3 separate regions of the Mus musculus genome follow, and all the other regions are linked to region 3. Evidence: chromatin contacts called from public HiChIP or PLAC-seq data. All regions are on one chromosome and are shown on one strand. Each heading gives the region's core, a stretch centred on a gene start, on an enhancer-like site or on the middle of the called end of the contact. The rest is flanking DNA. Distances are from core to core; before and after follow the strand shown. Region 1 holds the start of 4930590L20Rik (RIKEN cDNA 4930590L20 gene). Region 2 overlaps Kcnt2 (potassium channel, subfamily T, member 2). Region 3 holds the start of Cfh (complement component factor h).

Region 1 (3,376 bases), core at 85-2,584, 470 kb after region 3:
TCACAATAGTCACAAATAATATAAAATATCTTGGTGTGACTCTAACTAAACAAGTGGAAGATCTGTATGACAAGAATTTCAAGTCTCTCAACAAAGAAATTGAGGCTCTCAGAAGAGGAAAGATCTCACATGCTCATGGATTGACAGGATTAATATAACAAAAATGGCCATTTTTCCAAAAGCAATCTACAGATTCAATACTATCTCCATCAAAATCCCAACTCAATTCTTCACAAGGGCACAGAGGAAAATTTCTTGAACAAAACACCAATAGCTTATGCTCTAAGATCAAGAATTCACAAATGGGACCTCATAAAATTACAAAACTTCAATATGGCAAAGGAAACTGTCAATAGGACAAAAAGGCCACCAACAGTTTGGGAAAAGATCTTTATCAACCCTACATCTGATAGAGGGCTAATATCCAATATATACAAAGAACTCAAGAAGTTAGTCTCCAGAGACCAAATAACCATATTAAAAATGGGGTACAAAGGTTAACAAAGAATTCTCATCTGAGGAATGTCAAATGGCTGAAAAATCACTTAAAGAAATGTTCAACATCCTTAGTCATAAGAGAAAGTCAAGTCAAAATGACCCTGAGATTCCACATCACATCAGTCAGAATGGTTAAGTTCAAAATCTCAGGTGACAGCAGATGCTGGCGAGGATGTGGAGAAAGGAACACTCCTCCCTTGCTGGTGAGATTGCAAGCTGTTACAACCATCTGGAAATCAGTTTTGTGGTTGCTCAGCAAATTGGACCTAGTACTACCTGAGGACCCAGTTATACCACTCCTGAGCATATACCCAGAATATGCTCCAACGTGTAACAAGGACACATGCTCTACTATGTTCATAGCAGCTTTAGTTGTAATTGCCCAAAGCTGGAAAGGATCTAGATGTCCTTCAACAGAGGATTGGATACAGAAAATGTGTTGGAGTACTAATCAGCTATTAAAAAGGATGAAGTCATGAAGTTCTTAGGCAAACGGATGGAACTAGAAAATATCCTGAGTGAGGTAAAACAATCACAAAAGAACACATATAATATGTACTCACTAATAAGTGGATATTATCTCAGAAGTTCAGAATACGCAAGATACAATCCACAGACCACATGAAACTCTAGAAGAAGTAAGACCAAAGTGTGAATGTTTCAGTCCTTCTTAGAAGGGGGAACAAAATACTCAAGGGAGGAGACACAGAGACAAAGTTTGGAGCAGAAGGTGAAAGAAAGGCCATCCAGTGACTGTCCCACCTGCCGATCCATTCCATATAAAATTCCGGTAATCTCTGAGGAGAGCCGTGTGTGCCGCGAGCAATCGCCATTATAAGATGGCGCGGGCCTCCGCTGTGCCTAACTAGTAAACAAGCCTTGTACGCAGGTGCGAGAGTGAATTCACTCCTAGTCACTCCCATTATCGGGGTGTAATAGTGGGGTGATGGGCAAGCAACAAATCAGGAGCTGTCACGCCATATCAGGTGCTGAAACGTCACGCTGCGGGTTATAAAAGCAGCACCATTTTCCCAGTTTGGGATCTTCCTGAGAAACAAGCAATAAAGCTCTTGCCGCGGAAGATTCTGGTTTGTTGCGTCTTTCTTGCCGGTCGAGCGGGACGCAATACCAAACCCAGAGACTATTGAGGATACCAACAAGTGCTTGCTAATAAGAGCCTGTTATAGCTGTTTTCTGAGAGGCTCTGCCAGTGACTGACAAATACAGAAGTGGATTCTCACAGCTATCCATTGGACTGAGCACAGGGGCCCCAATGGAGGAACTAGAGAAAGGACCAAAGAGCTGAAATTCGGATTTGAAATCCCATGGGTGGAACAACAATATGAACTAACCAGTACCCCCAGATCTCCCAGGGACTAAACTACAAACCAAAAAGTGCACATGAAGGGATCCATGGTTCCAGCTGCATATGTAGCAGAGGATGGCCTGCGAGATATCAATGAGAGGAGCGTCCCTTGGTCTTATGAAGGCTCGATGTCCCAGTGTAGGGGAATGCCAGGACAAGGAAGCAAGAGTGGGTGGGTTAGTGAGCAGGAGGAGAGGGGAGAGGATAGGAGTATTTTCAGAGGTGAAATGAGGAAAGGCGATACAATTTGAAATGTAAATAAAGAAAATATCTGATTAAAAAAGACTTGTAAAATTTAAACCATTTTTAGTGGGAGAAAAGAATTTAAAATTTTTCAGAAGCGTATTTTGTATTCAAAAGGGTACAAAATTAAATCTGAGTGGGGTTTTAACATGAGTATAAAATCTTAAGGCTAATAAAATGTTCTTAATGTGTACAGTTCTTGTGCTAATTCATTTTTATAAAATATAAAGCAGAATAGACACATTTAATTGATCTGTGAAAATAATTTATCTAGCATCAATGAATCTAATATTCACCATGAAAGGCTGATTTAAAAATGACATTTTCCAACACCAGCATTAGTCCCAGCTGTATTTGCGCTTGACATACCAGTAAGGCATATTATTATAAAATAGATCAATATAAGTTTTAGGAGATTTTGGAATATTCAACAAATACATGAAATCTAAAATCATTATTGATCAAAATTCTACCACTAAATCAGTGCTTTTAATAATTTTACTTAGAGTTATCTAAATTATATGTAGACATGTTATAACAATAAACATTATATAATACTTAGTTGTATTTCAACAATACACAAATAATATATAATTTATAATTAAGTAATATATATTATATACATAGGTGCATTTATTATTTTGTATCTTAAGTTTCAAATTTAGTAATTTAACGTGCGATTCTCCCAGAGTCTTTAAAACACTTACATAGCTACACAATATTCCATCATTTACGCATTCTTTATCAAAGGCATTTTGTAATATCTGTTTTTAAAATACTGTGTTTTAACTTCAAGCCTACTGTCATGTGTTCTACTCTGTGACTCTTAGGCTGTGTAATATATATTTATGACCTTTTTTTTTGCATGACAGTATAATTAATATTCTGATCAGTTTTTTTCAAGTCTGTGTGTCTGCAACTCTGCGTAGAGCTAGAAAGCCTCTCACCCAACCATGTTTTACTCTTGATGTCTCAATGGAAATGAAGACAGTCATAAAAACTTTTTTGGTCTCTCAAAGGATTACTTTGGGACAAGAATGAGGAAAAAATTTTAATTTGAAGCTTGCTCCTTTCCTCCTCAGTTTGAAATCTCTAATCCTGAAGCCACTGTGTGCCCTAGTGAGCCTTTTTGGCTAACCATTAATAATACAGGCTTTGTTCTGCTAGGGAGGCTTCCGGATGTTCAAGGAAGTCTGTAATCAGATGTCCAGGGCTTTGATTTTGTGCCTCAACATCAGGAAGCCTGTATAGCCACATAACTAAAGCATG
Region 2 (3,235 bases), core at 208-2,707, 270 kb after region 3:
CCAAGGAGCCAACTCTAGCATGTGTGTCTTACTGGAATGTGGTCTTGCAGCCTCTGGGCTGCATCTGAAGAAGCCCTGTTTACTTTCCCAAAAGAACAAATAGCAAGAGGAGAAGTAAGACTCATCTACCAGCTTGCAGAACTCTCTCTTAGGCACCAGCCAACTCAAAGCATGTTGATATGTAGAATTTTGATGAGTAAAGCATATGTTGAGTTATTAGGGGTTGATTTCAATATGTAACTATAGAAAATTAATAGCAATTGTGGTCAAATAATAATTGCTAAAAATCACATTACCGTGATGGTTTTTATTGTGTTCTTACATTGCTTAAGTGCTACTTTGACTTTCATGGATATCCAAACAATGCATTTTTATATTTAGCTCTTTAAATGAAATCCTCAAATAACCCTAAAAACATCTTCCAATGATTATACATTATGCATTTTAAAAGTAAAACATATTAATAAAAGTGGCCAGGGTAAAAAAATTTAAATTTCTGCTTACAACTACATAAATACTACACAGTGAAAACCCTACAGTAAGTTATCCCTTATCATGGAGATTGGTGTATGTTTCTTCTGTCAAACAAATAGCAGCAAGCATTCAATAAGTGGATTTTATTATTTGAACATACTGAAGCACAATTGAAACAATAACTTCTGTTTTGATTATATCCAATGTGAAAGCCTATAAATGGATTTTGTGAGCAATAGAAAAGATAGGTTCTTATTCTTATCACCATAAAAATGAAGAAAAAAGTTGTATACCTAAAAAGAGGCAGAAAGAATAAAATGTTGAGTAAAATAAGTTTTATATTCTGTATATACATTACAAAAACTCAACTAAAAAAGTGTGGCTCATAGGTAATGTAATTATGTTTTGAAGATAAGCTTCCAAAAAGACATAGGTCACTCATTCACAAACAAGCTTCCCTTTCAATAGTTTGTGCTTTTTATTTTAAGTTATTTTTTTAAAATTTTTATTACATATTTTTTCATTTACATTTCAAATGTTATCCCCTTTCCTATTTTCCCCTCTGAAAATCCCCTATCCCCTTTCTCCTCCCCCTGCTCACTAACCCACCCACTCCCATTCCTGGTCCTGGCATTCCCCTATACTGGGGCATAGAGCCTTCACAGGACCAAGGGCCTCTCCTCCCACTGATGACCAACTAGGCCATCTACTGCAGTAATTCTCCCCAATGCAAATATGCCCCAGCAATGAAAACACAACACAATTAATATGATTACATGCTGTGTGCCTAAATTGGGCAGATCTACCACTACATTACCATCTTCCACAGCTTATGAGACCCCTTAGAACTTGCAGTTTCTCCAGGCCATGTACTTCTGCTCTGCTTTTCTCTTTTTTTTCTCCTCCTCCTCTTCTGGGTCCTCTCGATCTTCCATTTTCTCCTTCTCTCTCCCCCACCTTCTCTTTTATCTGCCCAATCATCAGCTCTCCTTTATTTTACAAATTAAGGTGGGAAGCAGGTTTACAGGAAATCACCTGAGGGCTGACTCATTCCTTGTTCACAACTGCTCACAGGAGAACAGAATTAACATCAAATATAATTAGCCCCAGGGCTATCCACAACAGCCATCCTCTGCTACAAATGCAGCTAGAGCCATGAGTCCCACCATGTGTTTTCTTTGATTGGTGGTATAATTCCAAGGAGCTCTGCTGGTACTAATAGTTTGTACTCTTAATGAAGAATGTGTTAAATAAAGCACAAAATGTGTAACTATTGACTGGGTACCATACAGCATTTTCATTGTGTCAGCTGCACAACCTCAGATCTCCATTCCTCTAAGCTTATTTAATAATGACCAAAAATGATAGTAAAGAAAAGGCATTCCAAAACTGAATTGTTACTATTTCAAACACACAAGAAAATCAGTGACCAGTAAATGGAAAGTGTAAGACTATCAGCTCTTAAGTATAGCTTAGTACCTGCTTCTCATGTTAACTCATTTTCTTACATTAACGTTTAGAAGAATAGACTAAAATAAATATATAATATGAATATATATTATTATATTGGAGAGAATGTACTATTAACTCACAGGTTTAAGACAGAAAAGGATTAAGAAAGATATGAAAAAGTAGCCTCAGTCTAAATAAGTTCTCTTCAGAATATTGTAGAGAAAAAAAAATTGAATGATCACATGGTCAGTAGGACTTGAAAATTAGGAAGAAAGAGAGATGTCCACTAAGGGATGTTTTCTCTTTGGAATCCTTAAGGATTGCTGTAGATCAAGAGAAATAAAGGCATCATGTGCCAGAAGACATGGTTTAAATACCATTGTCTAAAAACCATAAGATCATTTATCTATCTATCAGGAGAATTCTAAAACAAATTTCTTTCATGTGTGTGTGTGTGTGTGTGTGAGAGAGAGAGAGAGAGAGAGAGAGAGAGAGAGTGTTAGAATATGTCATTAATGTACAAGATTTCTACTTTTACCATTCTCTGTCAGTAGCCATTATGAGCGTGGGTGCTATATCTCAAACTGTGTAACCATTATTACCTATTAAATTATTAACAGACATTTCAAAATGTAGATTTTCAAAAACAACTATAATTTCTTTACCTAAAATCCACGTACCAGCCCTTCTCAGCTACATCTACAGAGAATATACAAAAGAACCCACTATTTTTTCTTTCATCAATTACATCTAGAGGATCTTTAGATAGGCTCCCTTTTTATTTAGGGCTTCTGCTTGCCATGATGGCACCGAAACATTCACTTTTTCTGTTTCCTCATATTGCGAAGTTTATCCTCTGCTGCCATTCATCTTGATGCATGTACCCAGCAGTAATACTCACCATTGTGTATGTATTTCCACATCTCCAATGTCACACTGAGTTGACCAGTTTCTTTGTTCTATGGAAGAAACACTAACTTTCTTTTATAGTCAATTTTTGAATTTTTTTTTTTGGATTTTTCTTTTCTTTTATTGGACATTTTCATTATTTACATTTCAAATATTATCCCCTATCCTGGTTTCCTTTCTGGAAACACCGTATCCCATCCCCCCTCCCCCTGCTTCTGTGAGGATGCCCCCTCAATCACCCACCCATTCCTGCCTCACTGCCCTGGCATTCTCCTACACTGGGATTTTGAGCCTTCACAGGACCAAGGACTTCTCCTCCCAATGATGACTGACAAGGCCATCTGCTACATAAGCAGCCAGAGCTATGGGTTACTCTTTGGTTGGTGGTTTAGTCCCTAGG
Region 3 (3,124 bases), core at 481-2,980:
ATTGAAATTCTGCTTTGTAATTATGTAAGCATATTAATTCAATTTGCATCAATTAAGATTTAAAAATTAGATAAAAATAAAATACTTCTTTCTTTAATCATATGTATCTAAAGAAATCTCTTAGTAAGCATTATTATTCAAGTAGAGCATCAAAATAAAAGATGAAACATTGACTTTGACAAAATAAAAAGTTGAGTTATGTTTGGTAATATCACCATTGATTTAGAATTACTGGTCAATATTTCATTTTAGCAATACTTATATTTTCATACACAAGGAAATGACTGCCTTAATCTTAAATATAAGATTCAAAAGCTAAAATATAAGGAATAATATTAGAAAATATGATTTAAAAAGTTTACTCTTTCAAAAAGTATTAAATACCCTTAAATATTTTTTTAGAATTTTACAAAAAGATATAACTAAGAATCTGTATCTATTCTTCTTCCCAGATTTGGTAAATATTCAGTCAGAGGTTGTTAGAATTCTTTAGTGAAGAGGCTACAGCAAAGCCTCAAGTTACAAAGCATTAGCTAAGAGAAACATTTAAGGAAATTATTAAAGTTATGTCATTCACTTGAAATAAAAAGTCAGGGATGGCAGTCACTCCCACCTGTAACCTCAGCCCATGGGAGGCTGTCAGGAGGACTACAGTGAGTCCAAGGGTGTAGTGACACCCTATCTTAAACAATCAAAACACAAAGAAGAGTTAATTAATTGTTTTTTCACATAACTAGTTGCCTATCATAAATTAGCAGAGTAAACTCTTTCGATGGATAAACTAAGCAATTTTTGGTAGAATTTAAGTGAATAATAAAGTCGGAATTTCTGTTACTGCCATGAAAGAAGAACTCCAACACTCATATTACCTACCTCAAAATGGCTTTCAGAAGCAAATATGCCTCACATGTACTCTCAGAAAACAAAACCAGGAACAAATCAGATCCTTCCAATACTGTGTACAGATTATCTGTCAAATTTTATAATCATTTTATCTCATGCTTGCAGTTCTTATGAACAAAACTTTTAAAGCCATGGCAGTATCAGTAAAATGATGTATTTATGAAGGGTTAGAAATATGCCTGAAATAAATCCACTCATTAAAATAAAAGTGAATGCTTTCATTAAGTTTGGATGTTTACATATTTCTTACTAGTTTTACATAAAATATTTCAGGGACACTCATGAACAAAACAGGAGCCTGTATCATGATAACTAAAAGTTGAATGACTATGCCCAATTATAGATTGCAAATGGTTGTTTAAAGCACTGTCTCGAGTTTTACATTTCGCCAAATTATCAACTACAATAGTCAAATGAACAGTTTACAGTTTTTAAACTTACCACCCAAATCCACTAAGTAACAGACTAGTAATTACATATATTTTCCAGACATAATTTGAATGATTGCTGTGAGAAACATTTTCTGCAAATGTTTTATAATTTGGCTCAGCAAGAAGGAGAAAAGAATGTTTCCAGCTTACCTTCTGCTGCACAAACAGTCCATAATATAAGCCAAATAATTCTTGCTGACAGTCTCATAATTTGGATCTTTCTGGGACCAACTGACTCCAAGAGAAATCTGTGCTGTACCATCCAGTTCCTCTCTGCTATGAACTGTGGTCACAGCAGGGAAAGACTTGCTTCAAAGGGAAGTTGAAAGTCAGTTTAGGAAATCAGGATTGCTCCGCCCATGAGCAACTTCTGCAAAGTAAACTAAAATAGTAGACCACAAGTCCAGCAGCATGGGCGTTTTATCTCTTGTTGTTACTATGCCCTGTCAGTGACCTGCTGGATTGTTCTTGTAAATCACAGCTTGTTTTGCTTGGAAACAAGTTCACATTTCTGGAAATGTGAGCAAGGGCTGGATTTCATAATCCTTTAAATTGTGTTCTACTGTGGACAAACCACAGAACAGAAAGCATGAAGGCACATTTAAAAATCATTGAGAGAACTTCAGTTAGGCAGTGTTTTCAGGACCAACACCCATGCATACATAATACAGAAATGTTGAAAAGATTGTCATGCTAATGGATGTTGATTATGGGATTGGTTTTCTAAAATTAATGAATTGAATCTCCCAAGAAATTCTTTTTATATGTGTGAAGCAACTGGTCTGTGAGGACCTTGGTCTAGCAAACTTTATATGCCCCAGTACAGGGGAAAGCCAGGGCCAAGAAGTGGGAGTGAGTGGGTAGGGAAGCAGGGCTGGGGTGGGGAGGGAGGGTATAGGGGACTTTTGGGATAGCATTTGAAATGTAAATAAAGAAAATATCCAATAGAAAAAGGAAAAAAATAAGTAAAAAAAACCCATCAACTTGAAATGCTAATTTTCTAACTTGTCATTGAGGTATTTTATAGTAAGAAATATAGAGGTGGAAAAAAAGTGTCAGCAGCATGCTGAATTGATGCAGAACTGAGGCAGATATTCAACTCCCAACCTAATAACCTTGGTACCCTCTGTGCCCTCCAGGTTTCCTTCCACCCACTGTCAGTGTTTCTAAGAACATGGACTGTATTTACCTGTACTTTATGTAATTTACTCCTGTATTTACGTAGAACTGTGTTTGTTGGACATGGCTCCTAACTGTTCATTTGTCATTCTATGTAATATTCAATTATTTGAATATAGCACAATTTTTAGTTGTTCCTGTACATGGTAAGGACAGATTTCAGCTTGAAAATAGTACAAATTGGGCTACGAATGTTAGATAGTGTGGGGTTTGGTAAGCTGTTGTAGCTCAAGCATATAGATGAGTTAACTGAGCATAGAGCACTTAAACACTTTCTTAAAGCCATAAACTGTCAGGAGTGCGATACTCAAGCTGATGGTCTAATATCCAAAGTCTATACAGAACGGCGTTTTCGGATGGCTTGTTTTCTATTTCATTAAATGTGTAGGAATTCAACTGCCAGTAACTCATTGTAGTAGTTGCGTGTCTTGTGGATGTGACAAGATGCCAGAGAAAGCTGCTAAGGGAAGGATAGGTGTATTTCTTTCTTTTTTTTTTTTTTTTGGAAAGGTGTATTTCTGCTCACAGTTCCCAAACAGAGAGCCTGCCAATCAGGGAAGAACAGCCTAGGAGCATCCGGTCACGTGGTGACAGCAGTCCTGTTACAGAGA

Evidence for each region. HiChIP or PLAC-seq counts read pairs in DNA pulled down with a chosen protein or histone mark.
Region 1: a contact with region 3 is called in an H3K27ac HiChIP or PLAC-seq map of embryonic stem cells, with 8 times the contacts expected there. The contact joins the promoter of 4930590L20Rik here to the promoter of Cfh in region 3. A contact is called at or near these places in 24 of 39 promoter capture datasets (the 3T3-L1 cell line, 3T3-L1-derived adipocytes, the C10 cell line and 14 more), 6 of 15 datasets of contacts at CTCF or cohesin (embryonic stem cells, large pre-B cells, pro-B cells and 1 more), 50 of 484 Hi-C or Micro-C datasets (3T3-L1-derived adipocytes, the AtT-20 cell line, the C10 cell line and 22 more), 8 of 115 datasets of contacts at active chromatin or transcription factors (embryonic basal ganglia, embryonic stem cells and stem cell-derived neural progenitor cells) and 4 of 9 other capture datasets (adipose tissue, embryonic stem cells, liver and 1 more).
Region 2: a contact with region 3 is called in an Esrrb HiChIP or PLAC-seq map of embryonic stem cells, with 5 times the contacts expected there. The contact joins the enhancer-like site here to the promoter of Cfh in region 3. A contact is called at or near these places in 14 of 39 promoter capture datasets (the 3T3-L1 cell line, the C10 cell line, the HPC-7 cell line and 7 more), 2 of 484 Hi-C or Micro-C datasets (embryonic stem cells and liver), 5 of 115 datasets of contacts at active chromatin or transcription factors (embryonic stem cells and fibro-adipogenic progenitors) and 1 of 9 other capture datasets (adipose tissue).

What each region holds. Positions count from the first base shown.
Region 1 is chr1:140,655,068-140,658,443 of GRCm38.p6, forward strand. It overlaps 4930590L20Rik (RIKEN cDNA 4930590L20 gene), which reads right to left and starts at 1,335. Exons shown (of 4, transcript NR_040604.1): 1 at 1,261-1,335.
Region 2 is chr1:140,452,219-140,455,453 of GRCm38.p6, forward strand. All of the region lies in intron 13 of Kcnt2 (potassium channel, subfamily T, member 2), which reads left to right. Among named protein-coding and RNA genes, the nearest start is that of 4930590L20Rik, 200 kb to the right of the region's middle. Within about 2 kb of position 1,458, at least 5 of the 459 cell types and tissues checked have an H3K27ac peak or open chromatin away from gene starts, as enhancers often do. A contact at or near this core is called in embryonic stem cells and stem cell-derived epiblast-like cells, where this site is marked.
Region 3 is chr1:140,181,681-140,184,804 of GRCm38.p6, forward strand. It overlaps Cfh (complement component factor h), which reads right to left and starts at 1,731. Exons shown (of 22, transcript NM_009888.3): 1 at 1,485-1,731. The coding sequence starts at 1,596.